Linked DNA regions of Zea mays: region 1 is linked to region 2. Evidence: chromatin contacts called from public Hi-C data. All regions are on one chromosome and are shown on one strand. The core of a region is the stretch at or near the end of the contact, and the rest is flanking DNA. Distances in the headings are between cores, read along the strand shown.

Region 1 (2,941 bases), core at 224-2,723, 250 kb before region 2:
CAACAATCTTAGGATAACACAGAACCACTCCCTCACAGAAAACTTGAGATTCAGATATCCTTCCTAGATCTGCCGACCAGGGCATTATAGATAACAAAATAAGTTTCAAAATAGAAGTACAGACGTGTAATCTAAGGCAGACTTCTAACCAGAACGAACTGCAAATATTTTTCCTAAGAAACAGAACAAACTGTAATATGAGACTATACTTTTGCCAAAGCATATAATCGCTGTAAAGCATAGCCAGTAAGTTCAAAAGACCTTCGAATAGAGCGACAACAATTCATCTGATCTGGTACCACCAAAAGATAGAGTGAATAGTCAACTTGGAGCCAGAAACGCTTATTGCAATTGGCATCAATGCTTTGAAGAAGCCAAAGAGTCCTATCATGCCAGCTTAGCACAGCATATCAGCACATAGGCGTGAGAGACAAATAGGATGAAGTGCAGCCAAACTTTAGCGACCTCTAGTGCAAATGGCTCCCTGGTTATCATTTTAAGTGTCATGTTCATATTTTGGCATATCTAACCGACACTTTCCATGCACATGGCCGGTAATAGCTTGTACTAGCATAGCATAAGTTGTCACTTGCCAAACTTCCGTTAGAACAGATACAGGTCGTTAAGCACCACTAAGGCACTAACACTCACTTTTTTTCCTCTGACTAGTCGCTTGCACACATATGCCAGCTATGCGTGGAAGCCAACGGACTTGCGCCACTCAAAATATGCACGACATACTTCGCTCAAAAACAGCCAAGTTCACGCTGAAAAAGGATCTCTGTTCGACACCGATGAATAGTTGCGGCTAAGAACAGAAAAGAATACCACGTGCAAGCAAAGCGCGAATATACGATCACTATTCAAAAGCAACCTTAAAAAAACAGATAAAAAAACCTTTCCAGACGAACTGGCTGCAGATACAAGCAAAGCCACTGTGCTCCGGTGATTAGATGGGGGCAATCAAGACTTGAGCAACTGAGTCCGCCTGCTCAAGGGCAAAATCAAACAAACCAAGACCACTCACGTACGCTCTACGCAACACAGAATAAAAACGTGAAGTATCCGCAAAGAGGAGGAAAAAAATATACAGTTCAGACTTGTCAGTCCAAGACCAACACACACATACACGCCGAACTCCCTGGAACACCGGCGGACCAGACCAAGCAAGCGGACTCGAAATCGAACACTCAATCCCCGATCGACGAAGCAACAGAGTCCTCATCCAAATCCAAGCTACCCCTTCCAGGGACGGTACCGATTGTCCGAATCCAAGCAAGCTAGCATACAGAGAACGAACAGGTCCCGGTGAAGCAACAAGCAGAAAGAGCGCTCACCGTATCGCGGCGGAGCTGCTGCACGGAGCTCGGATCCAACCCGCGCGGCCAAGGCGCGGAACCACCCAAACGGCGGAGCAGCGGTGGGAGAGATCGACCGAGAAGCTTTCGCTGTTGCCGCACCGATGAAGGAAAGAACACAGCCTCCTTCTGCGAGAGGACTAGGAGGAGGTTTTGCCAGCACGTCGTCGAGCAGGGGTCGGGTCTCGGGGGGGGATAAGCGAGGCGTGGTGTGGTGGTGGTGGGAGGAGAATGCGATGGAACAGGTGGAGACAGGAGACGGGGGAGAGAGAGAAGAGGAGGCGAAGTGGAAGGGGATGAGGGCGGGCGGAAGAGGGGCCCACCCACCTCGTCGCCTATGTGGTGGGGCCGTGCGGGACCCTCGGAGAAAAAGGCCGCGCTGCCCTTTTTGCGCTTTCCAGGGGCAGGCCCGTCATTAAAGCCGCGCTGCACAGGATAAGGCAGACGGGCGACACATGCATGACAGGGGTGCTGGAATCTGGATAGACGTGAAAAAGGCAGCGATGCCGTATTTTTTTATTCTTCTTCCCCTTTTCCACCCCTGCAACTATTTTAGAACAAGAATATGAGTGAATATTGGAGCGGCATCGCAAGATGCTGAAACGGAGATGAGAATACTGCGGCATCGATTCAGTCAGCACTCAGGACAGGAGGCACCGCAGAAGATTCTTCCTATCCTAAAAACGAACTGTGGATAGCGTGGGACTCTCCAGGACGTCGCGTTCGTCAATCCCACCCAGCACTCTACAATTTCGCTTGCAAGTTACAAATCTGCCCCCCGACGAGCTATAGTATGCATGCAGGGCCAGGAGGAATCAACACGGGCGTGGAAACAAGAGGCCCTTTGTCCGGGCCCAGTGTAGCGACGGCGGAGGAGCCTTGCCTGGTCGTGTCACGGCGTTCCATCCGACGGCACCCAACCAAAGTCAACAGTTAGTACTGGACCAGTACCGGGCTACCGGCGGCAGCAACCACCAACTACATTACTACACCGAGCCTGAGCGGATCGTCGTACGGTCGTGGAGCCCCTTCGATCCCGTGAGCCGACAACGCACCGCTCACACGAGTGTTGATGTGAAACGGCAAAACAATGTGGGGGGTGGGGGTGGGGGTGGGGGTGGTGGCATGTCATGCATGCCGTGCGTGCCTCGTCTCGTCTCGGCGGGGGGATATGTTTGCGGTTTGCCGACGAGACGACGCCACGAATACCAGTCACCGACCTCTCTACGCTTTTTCTACGCCCGTGGCTGCTCGTGTTTTCCGTTAAGACGAAGGGGCAGCAGGCGCAGAAACGGCATGTGAGATCGCAGGTGTTTCTCCAACCCTGTCTGGCTTCTACTTCACTACAGCAAGTCTTTTTTTTTCCTCTAGCAAGTAGCAGCAAATCACTTCACCACCAAGTCTAGTAGTACCTTCACCTCCATGGCCCGCCGTGTTTCCCGTCGCGTTCAGCCAGCTGCCAGCCGGAGTGAATCGTAGCAGCGTGGACGCCGTGTCGTGCGAGGCAGGACTCCCATTCCATCCTGGGGGCGAAAAGGGCAGGAAGGCGGCAAGGCGCACACACGGTAGGATCAGAGCGGACG
Region 2 (2,953 bases), core at 190-2,689:
GGTGACAAATTTGCTTGTTCGCGAAAGGTAGTACATAAACTGTTTCCTTTGTATTCGGGCATGTAACTATTACTTTCTATGTTTTCGGCTAATTATATCTTTATTGATCTTCTTTTAGGGTCACTTCTCTCTCATCATACATTATTATAAAAGAAAATATATCAGGTGGAATGATACAAATTGACACAATTGTTCAACTAAGGCATAAGAATGAAGATGAAAACCTTTTAGTGCTAGTTTGCGAACCCCATTTTCAAGGGAATTAATTTATTTTTCCGTAAAAAAATTAAAATCCCTCGAAAAATGGGTTTCCAAACTAGCCTTAAAAATATATTTTTAAAATAACCCTCTGTCTCTTATAGATGTTACTGTTTGTAAAATATTCTTTAATATTTAGTCTTACGTTTTGATTGTATAGTTCATTTGACTTTAATCTGTACCAGTTTCTACAATGTTTTGTCTCTATGGATTGCAGCTGCAGCAATACATACAACTGTCTTTAATCTGAAGCGAACAACCCCGGGATGACAATGAGCTCTAAATTTTACACTATAAAATTTAAGAATCGGATCGGATTAGAATCAAACCTTATTTCTATTCATTTTTGAACTAGAAATAATTTAGGCCTTAAAAATTATGAAGAAGCATTTGGATCGCGATCCATTACCACCCATATCCATAGCTATATTAACATTTATGGTTGAACTTAGTATATTCCCTATATAAATTGAGGTATCCGAATACGAGGGATGTTTGGTTTCTGAGGACTAATTTTTAGTCCATTTATTTTTTTCTAATGTAACCCTTAAATTGTCAAATATAAAAACTAAAACCGTTCTATATTTAATAATTAGAGACTAAAATAAAATAAAATAGAAAAACTAAAAATTAATCATAAAACCAAACAGACTAAGGGCATGTTTGGTTTGTAGCTAAATGTGTCACACTTTACCTAAGGTTAGTCGTCTAAATTGAGGGCATGTTTGGTTCACGGTTAACTGAGCCACACTTTGCCTAAGGCTAGTCGATCGAATTGAAGAACTAACCTTAGCCAGAAAAAATTAGATAAAATGTGGCAAGTTAGGCAGCAAACTAAACAGCCTCTGAATAACTAACCTTAGATAAAAAAGTTAAGCAAAATGTTGTAATTGAGGTAACGAACCAAACATGACTTAAAAGCCGAAGATCTCCGGAACAGAAGAATTTCTTAAGTGACACAGGGGTCCTATGCTCAGCGCCCTGCTGTTGGCCTTGCACGTGAGCGTCGGCGCGCCGCAGCCTGCCAAAGCAGTCACGCAACGCGGGCGCGCCCAGCGGTGGAGCCAGTCAATCGCGACGCGCGCACGACCTTCTGGGCTCTGGCGTACACGACACCGCGCGAAAAGCCGCTGACGCCGGGCCCGGAGCAAGAACTGGCAAAAAAGAGCGCCTAGTTACCGAGCACTAGCAGAGGCAAGGGCAAACTAGAGTATAGGGAGGAAGGAGTAGGCGGAAACGAAGCAAGGGAAGCGTAAGCGTTAGGAGACGAGGCGCCGAGGGAGGCAAGCCGATCACACCAAACGCTTCGTGCTGCTGCCCCGTCTCTTCTCATCGTGATCTCAGGGCAGTGGATCGATCTCACGTCGGAGGCGACCTTCTTAGGCGCGCCACCGCCATCCGAGCCGAGCCGCAGCGATCCAGATCCAGGTACCCCCTTTTGGACCGCCCCTGCCCCTCTATCCCTCGCCCCATCGGCGTCCGCGTGTCCTCGTCCCCTGAGACGCCACCGGCGTGGAGATGGAGTGACGATCCGATCAGATCCGATTGCTCGTTTTCTCCGAGAATCTCTCCCCCTTTTGTCGGTTGTGAGCTCTGAAAGTCGAATATGCCCTGTTTCCCTCCAATCCATCCAGTTGGCAGCTTGTTTGCCGCGTGGTGGAGTTCGTACTGATGTAGGTGATTTGGTCCAACTTTTCGATTTTATCTGTGTGTTCAACTGAGCCTCTTATAGCCCTCGTTTTATCCGCCCGCCGCTCTGGAATGGAATACACTCCGAATTTGATGCGAACACAAACTCTGTGAATTCTGACATGTATTTATGATCCGTTTAATGGCAGTGTTGGGGCTGCCTTGTGCACCGAATCAGTGATCGGGCAGCGTAATACAAAGAGGGAGCGCTTGGTCATCTGAGCTGGTTTTGTACAGAATGTCAGGTATAGCCAGGTGTTCGTTGTCGTTGCTTCAGTTTTAATGAGTCGGTCATGCAATGCAGCTAACGTTCTGGCGTCGGCCATGCTCTGTTGCAGAGGGTAATGTGGATAGCATCCAGATATCTGTTAGTAACGATGAGAGGAGGAATAGGGCAGATGCCGAGATCTCGGAGGACGAGCCAAGGCACACCAGGATGCGGTCACTGAAGAAGAAAGCCTTGCATGCATCGACAAGACTCACACACTCCCTGAAGAAGAGGGGGAAGAGAAAAGTGGACTGCAGAGTGCCAAGGATAGCTATAGAAGATGTCAGGGATGCTGAAGAAGAGCAAGCAGTGAACTCGTTTCGGGAGGTTTTGTTTGCTAGGGGCTTGCTACCAGTCAAGCATGATAATTACCACACGATGCTTAGGTTGAGATCTGACACCTGAGGAAATATGCTCATATTGTTATTTTCAGCTATATAATGCCAGTTGTTGATTTTCAGTTCTCTGCTGTAGATTTTTAAAAGCAAGGAAGTTCGATTTTGAAAAAGCAGCACAGATGTGGGCGGACATGCTGCAGTGGAGAAAGGAGTTCGGTACAGACACAATTTTTGAAGTAGGATGTTGTCTACTCTAAAAAGTTGATCTCAAAGTTATATGAAACTCTGCTGATATATAGATGTATTTACATGCACTCTATGGCTTCTAAGATTGTTCATCATATGATTCTGCAAAACTATGTCATGCATATTAACAGTAGCTTACTGTACTCGTTGAAGG

The links. Hi-C and Micro-C count contacts between places; a contact is called where the count stands out from the background.
Region 1: a contact with region 2 is called in a Hi-C map of leaf mesophyll, with 2.4 times the contacts expected there. The contact joins the promoter of LOC100304421 here to the promoter of LOC100381849 in region 2. A contact is called at or near these places in 2 of 25 Hi-C or Micro-C datasets (leaf and leaf mesophyll).

The regions. Positions count from the first base shown.
Region 1 is chr5:212,215,526-212,218,466 of Zm-B73-REFERENCE-NAM-5.0, reverse strand. LOC100304421 reads right to left here and starts at 1,473. Exons shown (of 5, transcript NM_001165856.1): 1 at 1,338-1,473. LOC103627665 (a long non-coding RNA gene) reads left to right here and starts at 2,538. Exons shown (of 4, transcript XR_002262081.1): 1 at 2,538-2,668.
Region 2 is chr5:211,967,698-211,970,650 of Zm-B73-REFERENCE-NAM-5.0, reverse strand. LOC100381849 reads left to right here and starts at 1,439. Exons shown (of 15, transcript NM_001361546.1): 1 at 1,439-1,686; 2 at 2,097-2,192; 3 at 2,286-2,601; 4 at 2,690-2,789; 5 at 2,953. The coding sequence starts at 2,186.